Linked DNA regions of Mus musculus: all the other regions are linked to region 2. The links are chromatin contacts, called in public HiChIP or PLAC-seq and promoter capture Hi-C maps. All regions are on one chromosome and are shown on one strand. Each heading gives the region's core, a stretch centred on a gene start, on an enhancer-like site or on the middle of the called end of the contact. The rest is flanking DNA. Distances are from core to core; before and after follow the strand shown. Region 1 overlaps Tmeff2 (transmembrane protein with EGF-like and two follistatin-like domains 2). Region 2 holds the start of 9330175M20Rik (RIKEN cDNA 9330175M20 gene). Region 3 overlaps Tmeff2 (transmembrane protein with EGF-like and two follistatin-like domains 2).

Region 1 (3,104 bases), core at 369-2,868, 270 kb before region 2:
TATTACAAATACACTGAATAAAATCATTTATTAACTCTTTATATAGGTAAAGATTTTTTAAAAACCTTCAAAGTCTATCAAGAATTACTTTGGAATCAAGTTCCTATTGACTATAAATAGAAGGAGAAAAGCACTGTTATAATTGTTCAAAACTAATCATATTAGAGTTTGCATAGAATACAACTAATATTCGATATTTCCCCAGGTTCATAATAGTTGGAGTGGGCTTGAAACTGGACCTGTGGGTCACATTTTCAACCTCAAAATCTTTTTTTATACTATCTGATAATTAAAAGGATCATTTGACACTCAATGCACAGAATATTTTTACTTGCCTATGTTTCTGTTATTTTTAATGTTGATGCTATGCTTAATGTAAACAACACATCTTATATGTAGAACAAAATGCTGACCTAAAGCTTCATGGAGAGAAAATGGAAGCTGTACAATGACTGGCAAAGTTAGTATCATCTGGGAAGAAAATCAAAGTGCAACAGAGCAAACATGGTGTAACCATTGTAGAGCATATGCTGGCAATAAAGGGAGACGATGAAAGATACAAATACATGCTACGAGGGAGGCAAGTAGGCCAAGTGTTATGTAGATAAGGAAAACAAGCAGAATCTGAGGCGTGAGAATGCTTGTGACTTTGGAATTTATTAATAACACCGGCCAGTGATTTATTAGTCTGTTTTCCATAGGTAAAGCTACAGTTACAAATGACTTCAGAATCTCAGAAGCTTGCAGTGTCTATGGCATATTTCTTCCTTCATTGCTGTGGTCAGCTGTGGCCCTGGCCCATACATCTTCTCATACTGGAGCTGGCTGAAAGAACAGCACATATTTTATCATGTGTCCTTTATATAAACAGAAAAAGCAAGAATGTACAAGTGCACATGATGGCTTTCTCACAGCTTCAAGCCAGTGTGTTCTCTGTTGCTCTCACATTTCAATGCCAGCTCATGTCAGAATGCAAAGTGTGGCATCATAGAAATATAGGTCAGACAGCCATGACATGAGGCATATAATTCTTTCATTCTGAAATAAGAAAGAAATAATGGATACAAATGATGCAAACTGCTCTGGAAATGATTTTTTCCAGGAGTGTTTTCCATGAAGAATGTGTACTCCAGGCATATCTTTAAGAGTTAGGGCACACCTAGGTCAAAAGTCAACCATTTATGAATGATCGACAGAGCATTAGTAATGAATTATTTGTCATTTTGCTAGTTAAACTAACAGAAAAGAGCAGGATGGCCGTTAAAGTAAATTTCCATATGTTCATAATTTTTATCATGAGGGTACAAAGAAATATGATCATAACAGTGTAAAGCTTAGGAGAGAATCATTAGAAGTGTACTCTCAATGATTGCTAAAACAAGGTGATAACATAATTATTAAAGATCCATATTGTTATTTCAGAGCAACTACCAAAGTAATAACATAAAGGAATGCAGCTTCCATCCCAAGAATCATTAGATGAGATAAAATAAAACAAAGTTTATAAAATTATTAATTCATCAAAAATAAATAAACAAATATTAAAGCACAACATGGAAAAGAGGGACAAAATGTCATGATGGAAAATATGAACCAAACACAAGCATGCTTTGAAACCTAGTGTTTGTATACTAGTCATTAAGGTGGAATGAGTGACTGGACACTCGTGTTTACACAAAATTACGCAAACTGGGGTTTTTTTAATGACTCAAATATATGTTGTTTACAAGAAATGCCTTTTAATAATTTTTATGAAAAATTAAAATCAATTCTTAAAGAGAGACTCTTAAACAAACTGAAAGAAAGAGATTAGGTATACTAAATTTGAAACAAAGCAAAAGAAATCAGGTGATAGGAATAGAAAAGTCAGGTGACTCATGATTGGAGAGTCTTACTACATTCCAGAGACATTTCAGAAGATTAGTCAAAACACAAAGAACAAGAAGCAACCTTACAGTCACCAATATGGATTTCTGTGTTCTTCTCACTAGCAGATACCATAGAAACCAAAACCACCACATTTATACAGACGCTGAGTAACACTATCAGTCATGAGCTACTTAACATCAGTAAGAAATTATTCCCCACAAGAGCTACATACATTTTCGAAGAAGCAAGTTGTAATTCCCAAGGTGCTACATAGACCTTGTCTTGAACTGTAAAACAATATTTAATAAATTTGAAAATATTAAATAATGTTTCTATTCATGACAAAATAAAGTATTGAATTGAATTAATAAACCAAAAAGTAAAACAATAAACCTTTAAAGATGCTTAAATATTGGAATCAGAAACAAAATAGTAAGTAATCCATGGGTTACAGAAGAAACTTCAAAGGATGCATAAAAATGGATATTTCAAGGGAAATACAGAGATGTCAGGATGTGTAGGGAACAGTTAATGCAACTTGTGTTTGGAGATTAGCCTATAGTACCTCTATTAGAAAATAAGGTGTTAATGAATTTGAAACATAATGAACTACATCCTAAGAATGTAGCACAAAGGAAAGAATAAAAGTAAAAGCAGAACTCACTAAAATGAGAGAATTATGTTCCATCATGCAAAAAAAAAGTCAAATTTATGATAGAAGTCATTCTAGTACATCTATACTGGATAATAACAAGCAGTGGACAAGGCATCCTCTTCCTACACTTCTGTCTCTTTTCAGTGTAGACTCTGTATACTCCTAAACGAAGTATGCAGAACACTAGAAAAGAAAATTAAAGTTACAACAAAGCATAACAAGTACGGAAATGCTGAACATAGTCCAGTAACATATTAAGAAGTCAATATACTAAATCAGGCTTCATTTTTCCCAAGAGTGTAAGGTTAGTTTAACATGTGAAAATTAATGCATCTTGTCACACTTACAGATCAAGAGAAAATCACACTTGGGGGAGAAAGATTCTCAGTCTTCACATGAAACACGAAATTCAATTTGAGGTCGATCAAAAACCTGAGCTTAAAACTAAACCTTAACATTTATAAAAGCAGAGAGGTAAAACCTTTGAGTAGAAGTCTTTCTAAACGTGACATAAAAATAAAAGTCATGAAAGGAAAACCTTGGTTTCATCTAAATAAACACTTCTGCTCACATTTAAGGA
Region 2 (2,826 bases), core at 290-2,789:
TGGAAACCTCGAAGCCTCTGTATATTGAATCTTCTGCCTGGTACGTTTGCAGATACGCCAGTCTGTCTGCATAAATCTTACAGTTTCTGCCTTTCTCTGTCCCACCTGTCCAGGACCACAGAGCAGTGTTACAGCAAACATTGTCTTTAAAGTCAGAGTACCACAAAGAGGGAGGGGCACAAACATCCTCCTTTTGTTTCCAATTTGGCCTTTAGTAGGAAAAGCCATCAACCTTTAAGCTTCGGGTCATATAGAAAGAGTACAAGCAATACATTCGTGTTGAATGAGTGCCATAAAAATTAAAATTGGGGCTGGAGAGATGGCCCAGTCAAGAAAGTATGTACCTGCCAAATAAGTATAAGGAGCTGAATTCAGATTCTCCAGCACCCATGTGAAACAGTAGGGTCCAGCAGCAGCATCCATTAGTAATCCCAGTACTGGGGAGGCAGATGCAGTCCTAGGGATTTCTGGCCAGCTAGTTTAGTCAAAAGAATGAGTCCTAGAGTCAGTGAGAGGCCTGTTTCAAAAAATAAGGTGAAGTAATTGAGAAAGACATCTGAAAAAAAAAAAGACATAAAGAGATCTATACACACACGCACACACACACATTAGGAAGAGACCTAACTCATATTGGGCATGCTGTAGGGTAGCCATTCTTATTTATTCTAATAAGGACCATCTAGTTCTAGAAGCTGGGGTTAAAGCATTCTTATTTAAAAGAAAATTCTCCAGTAATTCTAGGTTTACTTAGAGACACAGGGTTAAGAACAATTGCATAGGGACTGAACGTTTAGGAGGTGGGGTGGCAGGAGACGAGTGAGTCACAGATTGCTTAAAAAGCCAAAGTAGCCCTTATGCAGAGAACAGATGACTTTGGAGGGAGCTTGAACCCACACTTACTCTGTTCACCCAGCATTTCAGGAGCAGCCGGGTCTTTTCACAGCCTCTGGGCTTTGTCCCTGCCTCTGCACACCCACGGACAGTGTGCTGGCTGGCAACAGATTTACAACAGTGGGCTGCTGTCTGTCGGAAATCTTTGACTGGGGCAAGCTGGAATATGACCCCTTTCTCCTTCAAGTTTATCATCAATCAATGGTGCTCTGCCAACTCTATCAAGAGGATCCTAATCTCTTTTGCCCTTACGCTTCAAGAAAAGATTAGGCAGCAATCAAGAGCTTCTTGCCGGTAGGTTCACAAGGACTTTTCACACAAGGGCAAACACCCAGTAGGCTCCCAGAAAGCATCCCACTCAAGGGAGAGTAAATAGGTGATTGGATGCGGGTGCTTTTTGTCCCTGCGAAAGAAGACAACTTCCTGTGTATCATCAAAGATATTCGTGCCCTAGAATCTCTACTTTCTCCTGTGTTTGAATATAACGCTATAAGATAATGTTGGGATTCATGCAGCCCCGCTTTACTCCATTGATAGTAAGTCAGGACCATACCTAAACGAGTGGCTGAGCCTGGGTAAATGTCAAGGCAGTCACTTTTCAGACGGAGCTGTGGGCTTCGTGGCGTGCTTGTCCTTCTGTACCGTTCCTGATCACCTCCGGGAGTGGCCACCAAACGGAGCTCACAGTCACTGCCCCACATTTCATTGTTTCCCATGTGCCTTTAAGGAATCACTCTTGATCTCAGTCATAAAATTGGAAAGCCACACAACTGACAAGATGATCCCCCCAAGGCAGCTGAAATATGGGGTAGATTGAAACCGACAGTTAATTTGTAGCAGTAAAAAATAATGATATCATCATAAAACAAGTTTAAGATTAGACGAGGCTCAAACACTGTGCGCCCACAGGATATATAGATGGGTATTGTCGAGCTTAAATAACAAAGCAAAACAAAACTGAACCTCCCGGCTTCACTGGGCGAACCCTGTGTGCTCTTTTATGGTACACTACCGCCATCTGCTGGCTGGAACCAATAAAAGTCTAGCAGTCTCCTAAATCCTGGAATATTCCACTGTGCAGAGCCTGCTGTTAATTGCTATACACACGGAAACATATTTTTAACCTCCCAATATCAGTAAAATGATACAAATAAATCAGAGCTCCCTAGAATAACAAACAAATGAAAGAACCTAAGAGGCTAAAGACTGCCAAAGCGCCCCCCCCCCATCTGCCTGCCTCCAAGCTGCCCTTGCTTCAGGAGTACATCCCTAGCACATTGCCTTGTTAGCCCTGAGCTCCCTACACGCATTTTGCTTCCGCCTTCCTCCTCTCCAGATGCCTTCTCTCCCAGGCATCCTACAACCAGCACTTCAGTGATAGGCAAAGCAGCAGCTCTCAGCTAAAAACAGCCTCCTCCTGCAGATCTTAGGGAGGAAAACCACAGGCACTTGTCTTGTTCAGGGAAAGCAAAGCCCCAGTTGCATTAAGTGAGAAAAGGAACCGTAGGCTTTCAGAACCCTCTGAGCAGCGTTTTGCATGTTTTCCTCGGGGTTTACCTTACATTATGTCTGGATGCTCTAACGTGGCAACAAGTGTTCTTAAGAGGCAGAAAGGATAGAGGCTTTATAAGCAAATAAAATCTAGCCACTATAAAACCCTCCCCATTTTATAGTGTGTGCTCAATCTTACCACTTTAGACTTTCTGTTACTGTCACCACAGGCCTCGGGATACCAAACTCTCCGGGAATAAAGGAGCCCTTACTTAGCACATCTTCCTTCTTCAACATGACTTGTGGGTTGTTTTTGTTTGCTCGTTCGTTTGTTCATTTGTTTTTATTTTTTTAATTGCCTACAATTTCATTTTCTCCAAGTTAGCACGTAGTCATTGTGTAATAGAACATTTTATAAAAAGGCTTTCGAATTTTTACTTATTT
Region 3 (3,216 bases), core at 218-2,717, 350 kb before region 2:
GAAAAGTTTAGCAAAGTGATGCTGATATTAAAACCATGTACTGCATCATCTTTAGAAGAGACCAACTCAAAGGAAATAATACTATGTAACCCATCTAATACTCATCTCCTTAAAAAGAACGAAAATGCGAACCTGACATGCTGGAGTGAGCCTTTTCTACAAGCGTATGGACTAATGAGGACCTGGAACTCAAGACAAAGAGAAGCTGCCAAGGGAATCACAGAGACAAGATTCTTGCCACCACCATCTGCTTACTGTCTGGGGATTTTCATAGGAGCCAATGTAAAAATAAACAGTGAGGCACTGTTTAGACAGTGGACTGTGTTGAAGGGAACAATACCAGTTCCTTAAGTCTGAGACACTTTGGGGAATAAAGTCAAACCAGAAGGAAACTTAGTGGGTTGCAGAGAACTGTCCATGTATCATAAAGGCAAGATATTGCTATTCTGTGTCCTGCTGTGGAATAATTAATTGTGCACTATGGGAGACACCACACACACACTCGGGTCTCTGCTTCATAGGTTTGTTGCTTAAACTTTGTAAATAGTCTTGGACAGGACAGTGTTGGAAGGAGTAGTTGAATGTGTTGTCCAAGATGCACAATAAAAACTTAAGACAAATGAACTGTGATGATTTCAACATTGATCCCTATTTTCTAGGACATGTCTGGCACTTGCTACACCAGAGTTTCTATTAATTTTCTGGTCAATGTAAGCTTGTAGTTTATAATTAATAATGTCTATGTCTCACTATCCTGTCTGTATTTTTTAAAAAATATAATAGGTTAACTGATTTTACATTTGGAAGAGATTTACACAACTAAATTTTTAATAGTATATTTTTATTTATGCAAGATAAACAAAACAAGTGGGGCTTACTAACATCAGCACAAAAGGTGAATGGCAACAAAATATTGGCATCAGAGACTTACAAGGAATTGTTCTGTGATGAGTCTTTTGGATTAGGGAGTACAGCAGAGACCACATAGGGAACAAAAGCTGAACGCAGTTAGTGATGGGCTAGGTGGCATTTTGCCTTCATTGCATCACTTGTTCAATAGATGAATCAACTTATAGTCATGTGAAAGTACATAGTTGTGAGTGCAGAATGGAATTGTTATTACATGCATCTGTGGTGGGAAGCTGATGTTCTGACATACTCCAGTCTAGTGCATTTACTGTTGCGCAGGAGTATGTGCATCCTTTACTGCCTTCACCCTTAGCTTCAAGGCAGAGGAGAGTTTACTGGTGTAGTAGAGATGGAATTCATAAATGAAACCCAGGCTCTTCATGCAGTGCTTGCTTCTACTTCTTCCCTGTCTTAATCTCATACATTCAGAACTCTGTTGCCTAAGAAATAGCAACACTAATAGCCCATTCACAAAAGAGCTCCACGGCCCTGATTCTCATACAGAAGTTTGAAGGTAAGCACAGGCACAAGCTGAGCTTCCCTCAATGCTTCCCCCACCCCACTCACTCTGCTAGCCTCTCCTTGTACACACACCCACTCACACGTATTTTTGGAGGCAGAGGAGTACTGCTTGCTTCTGTGCAAATTAAGTTGCAGAAGAAAATAAATGTTGACGTGAAACTGAAATACACTCACCAGGCTGGGAAGAGCTTCTGGAGAAAGCGTCCTCTGGATGCCATTCTGGGGTTCCCAGCTCCCTTCAACTCAGCAAACTCTAGAAGACAATGAGCCGGATTTGAAAGCAAAATTAGAGGCTTAGAAGCCATGGGCATCAAAAGATTGTTTGCTTGTGGTGCAGGGAGATGGAGAAAAATAAGCAGGTCTCTAGTTCATTATTGCCAGTCTTTTTGGTTTTATATATATATGGAGATGTTTTGGATCTTAGGGACCTCCTAGACACAGAAGATAATCTAAAAATACACTTGTTTCAATTTTTAAAAAGCCACACATGTTTAAAAATCTTCCTGGGAGGTAATCTGTTAGATGAGGCTGTGATAATTTGGCTTCCAGCAGTAACAACGTATGCCAAAAATGAATCATGAAGTCTAGACAAACGCCACTGTTTTCTTCCAGAGGCGGCCAGCAGATGCTTTGTGTTTCTTGCACTCTCTAACTGGCTAGATTAATTTTGTACCATGCTTTTACTCTGCAATGGCCTTGGAACCAAAATATATATATAATTTTAAATGTGTCTTTCGGCCATTTAGATTCCCTCAGATCACTTGCTGTAACGTTCTTCAATATTAACAAAGAGTAAACTGCCTTGTGAAAAGCCTATCTGATCATCCACGATGTACCACACAGCTCTGCTTAGGCAGGGAGATCACAGGCAGTGTAATAAGGACCCCAGAGATGTTCTGCAATTGTCACAATTCCTTAATGCATGAGGTATAAGAAGGACAAGGCAAAGGAAATGCAAGCCTGGGGGAACAGAGATCTCAAGTTTGTCCATGGGCTGTCAATCAAGTACATAATTACAATTCTGGTAACCTCATTTTCCACTTCCATGATATTCATAATGTAAGAAAACTGTGAAACCGTGAAACCTTTCAGATCAAGAACACTCTTCAAAATACTTGTTATATTTGGACAAATTCCTTTGCAAATTTTCCAAATGAAATAGTCACAGAATCCTACAAATCAGGACCTTTTTCTTTTCGAGGGAACCAATGCACAGAAGGTCAGTAGAGCCTGTCCTTGGAAGATAGCTTAAATTGACAGTCTGCACAATCCAAATGCAAGTGTTAGCTGCAATAATTGTGGGAAACATGATTGAGCTTTCTACTCATTACAAGCAATTCTCCTAAGCTTCATAGACAGACTTTCCTTAATTGAGGAACAGGCATTACCAATGAATTTTTATGAGTTCATTCATTCTAGAACATTTCATCATAGTGCAGTCAGATTATTATATTAAAAATGTATATCACAACTGAAGCAGTTTTGTAAAACATGAGCTAATACACTATTGTAACTATTTATTTTTACCTTAGAGATGTAGACAAGAAAGCAAACTGCTTACAGCTTGAAAAATCATAACCACCAATAGCTAATGATTGAGATGTTGCAACTCAGAGACAGACCTCTCTTTGACCACACGAAAGTAATTACTATTGGTTATGAAGAAATGAAAAGGTCACTTAAGGTTCAACTAAGACGTAGCATACATGGATAACAATTTAGCTGTTGACTGATAATAAAAGCTAAGTTTAAGTCCACCAGAGCAGGTGCCTGCCCTCTGTGACT

The links. Promoter capture Hi-C pulls out the DNA fragments that hold promoters and counts their contacts. HiChIP or PLAC-seq counts read pairs in DNA pulled down with a chosen protein or histone mark.
Region 1: a CTCF HiChIP or PLAC-seq map of the NIH/3T3 cell line shows a contact between it and region 2, with 7 read pairs. The contact joins the enhancer-like site here to the promoter of 9330175M20Rik in region 2. A contact is called at or near these places in 1 of 15 datasets of contacts at CTCF or cohesin (the NIH/3T3 cell line), 5 of 484 Hi-C or Micro-C datasets (cortical neurons, embryonic stem cells, frontal cortex and 1 more) and 1 of 115 datasets of contacts at active chromatin or transcription factors (neural progenitor cells).
Region 3: a promoter capture Hi-C map of hippocampal neurons shows a contact between it and region 2, with 3 times the contacts expected there. The contact joins the enhancer-like site here to the promoter of 9330175M20Rik in region 2. A contact is called at or near these places in 3 of 39 promoter capture datasets (the SN4741 cell line, hippocampal neurons and liver), 2 of 484 Hi-C or Micro-C datasets (embryonic stem cells and muscle stem cells) and 9 of 115 datasets of contacts at active chromatin or transcription factors (astrocytes, differentiating embryonic stem cells, embryonic basal ganglia and 6 more).

What each region holds. Positions count from the first base shown.
Region 1 is chr1:51,063,878-51,066,981 of GRCm38.p6, forward strand. All of the region lies in intron 4 of Tmeff2 (transmembrane protein with EGF-like and two follistatin-like domains 2), which reads left to right. Among named protein-coding and RNA genes, the nearest start is that of Tmeff2, 140 kb to the left of the region's middle. Within about 2 kb of position 1,619, at least 22 of the 459 cell types and tissues checked have an H3K27ac peak or open chromatin away from gene starts, as enhancers often do. A contact at or near this core is called in the NIH/3T3 cell line, where this site is marked.
Region 2 is chr1:51,332,240-51,335,065 of GRCm38.p6, forward strand. 9330175M20Rik (RIKEN cDNA 9330175M20 gene) reads right to left here and starts at 1,540. Exons shown (of 5, transcript NR_045151.2): 1 at 1,445-1,540.
Region 3 is chr1:50,979,299-50,982,514 of GRCm38.p6, forward strand. The region is part of intron 4 of Tmeff2 (transmembrane protein with EGF-like and two follistatin-like domains 2); the gene reads left to right. Among named protein-coding and RNA genes, the nearest start is that of Tmeff2, 53 kb to the left of the region's middle. Within about 2 kb of position 1,468, at least 21 of the 459 cell types and tissues checked have an H3K27ac peak or open chromatin away from gene starts, as enhancers often do. A contact at or near this core is called in hippocampal neurons and muscle stem cells, where this site is marked.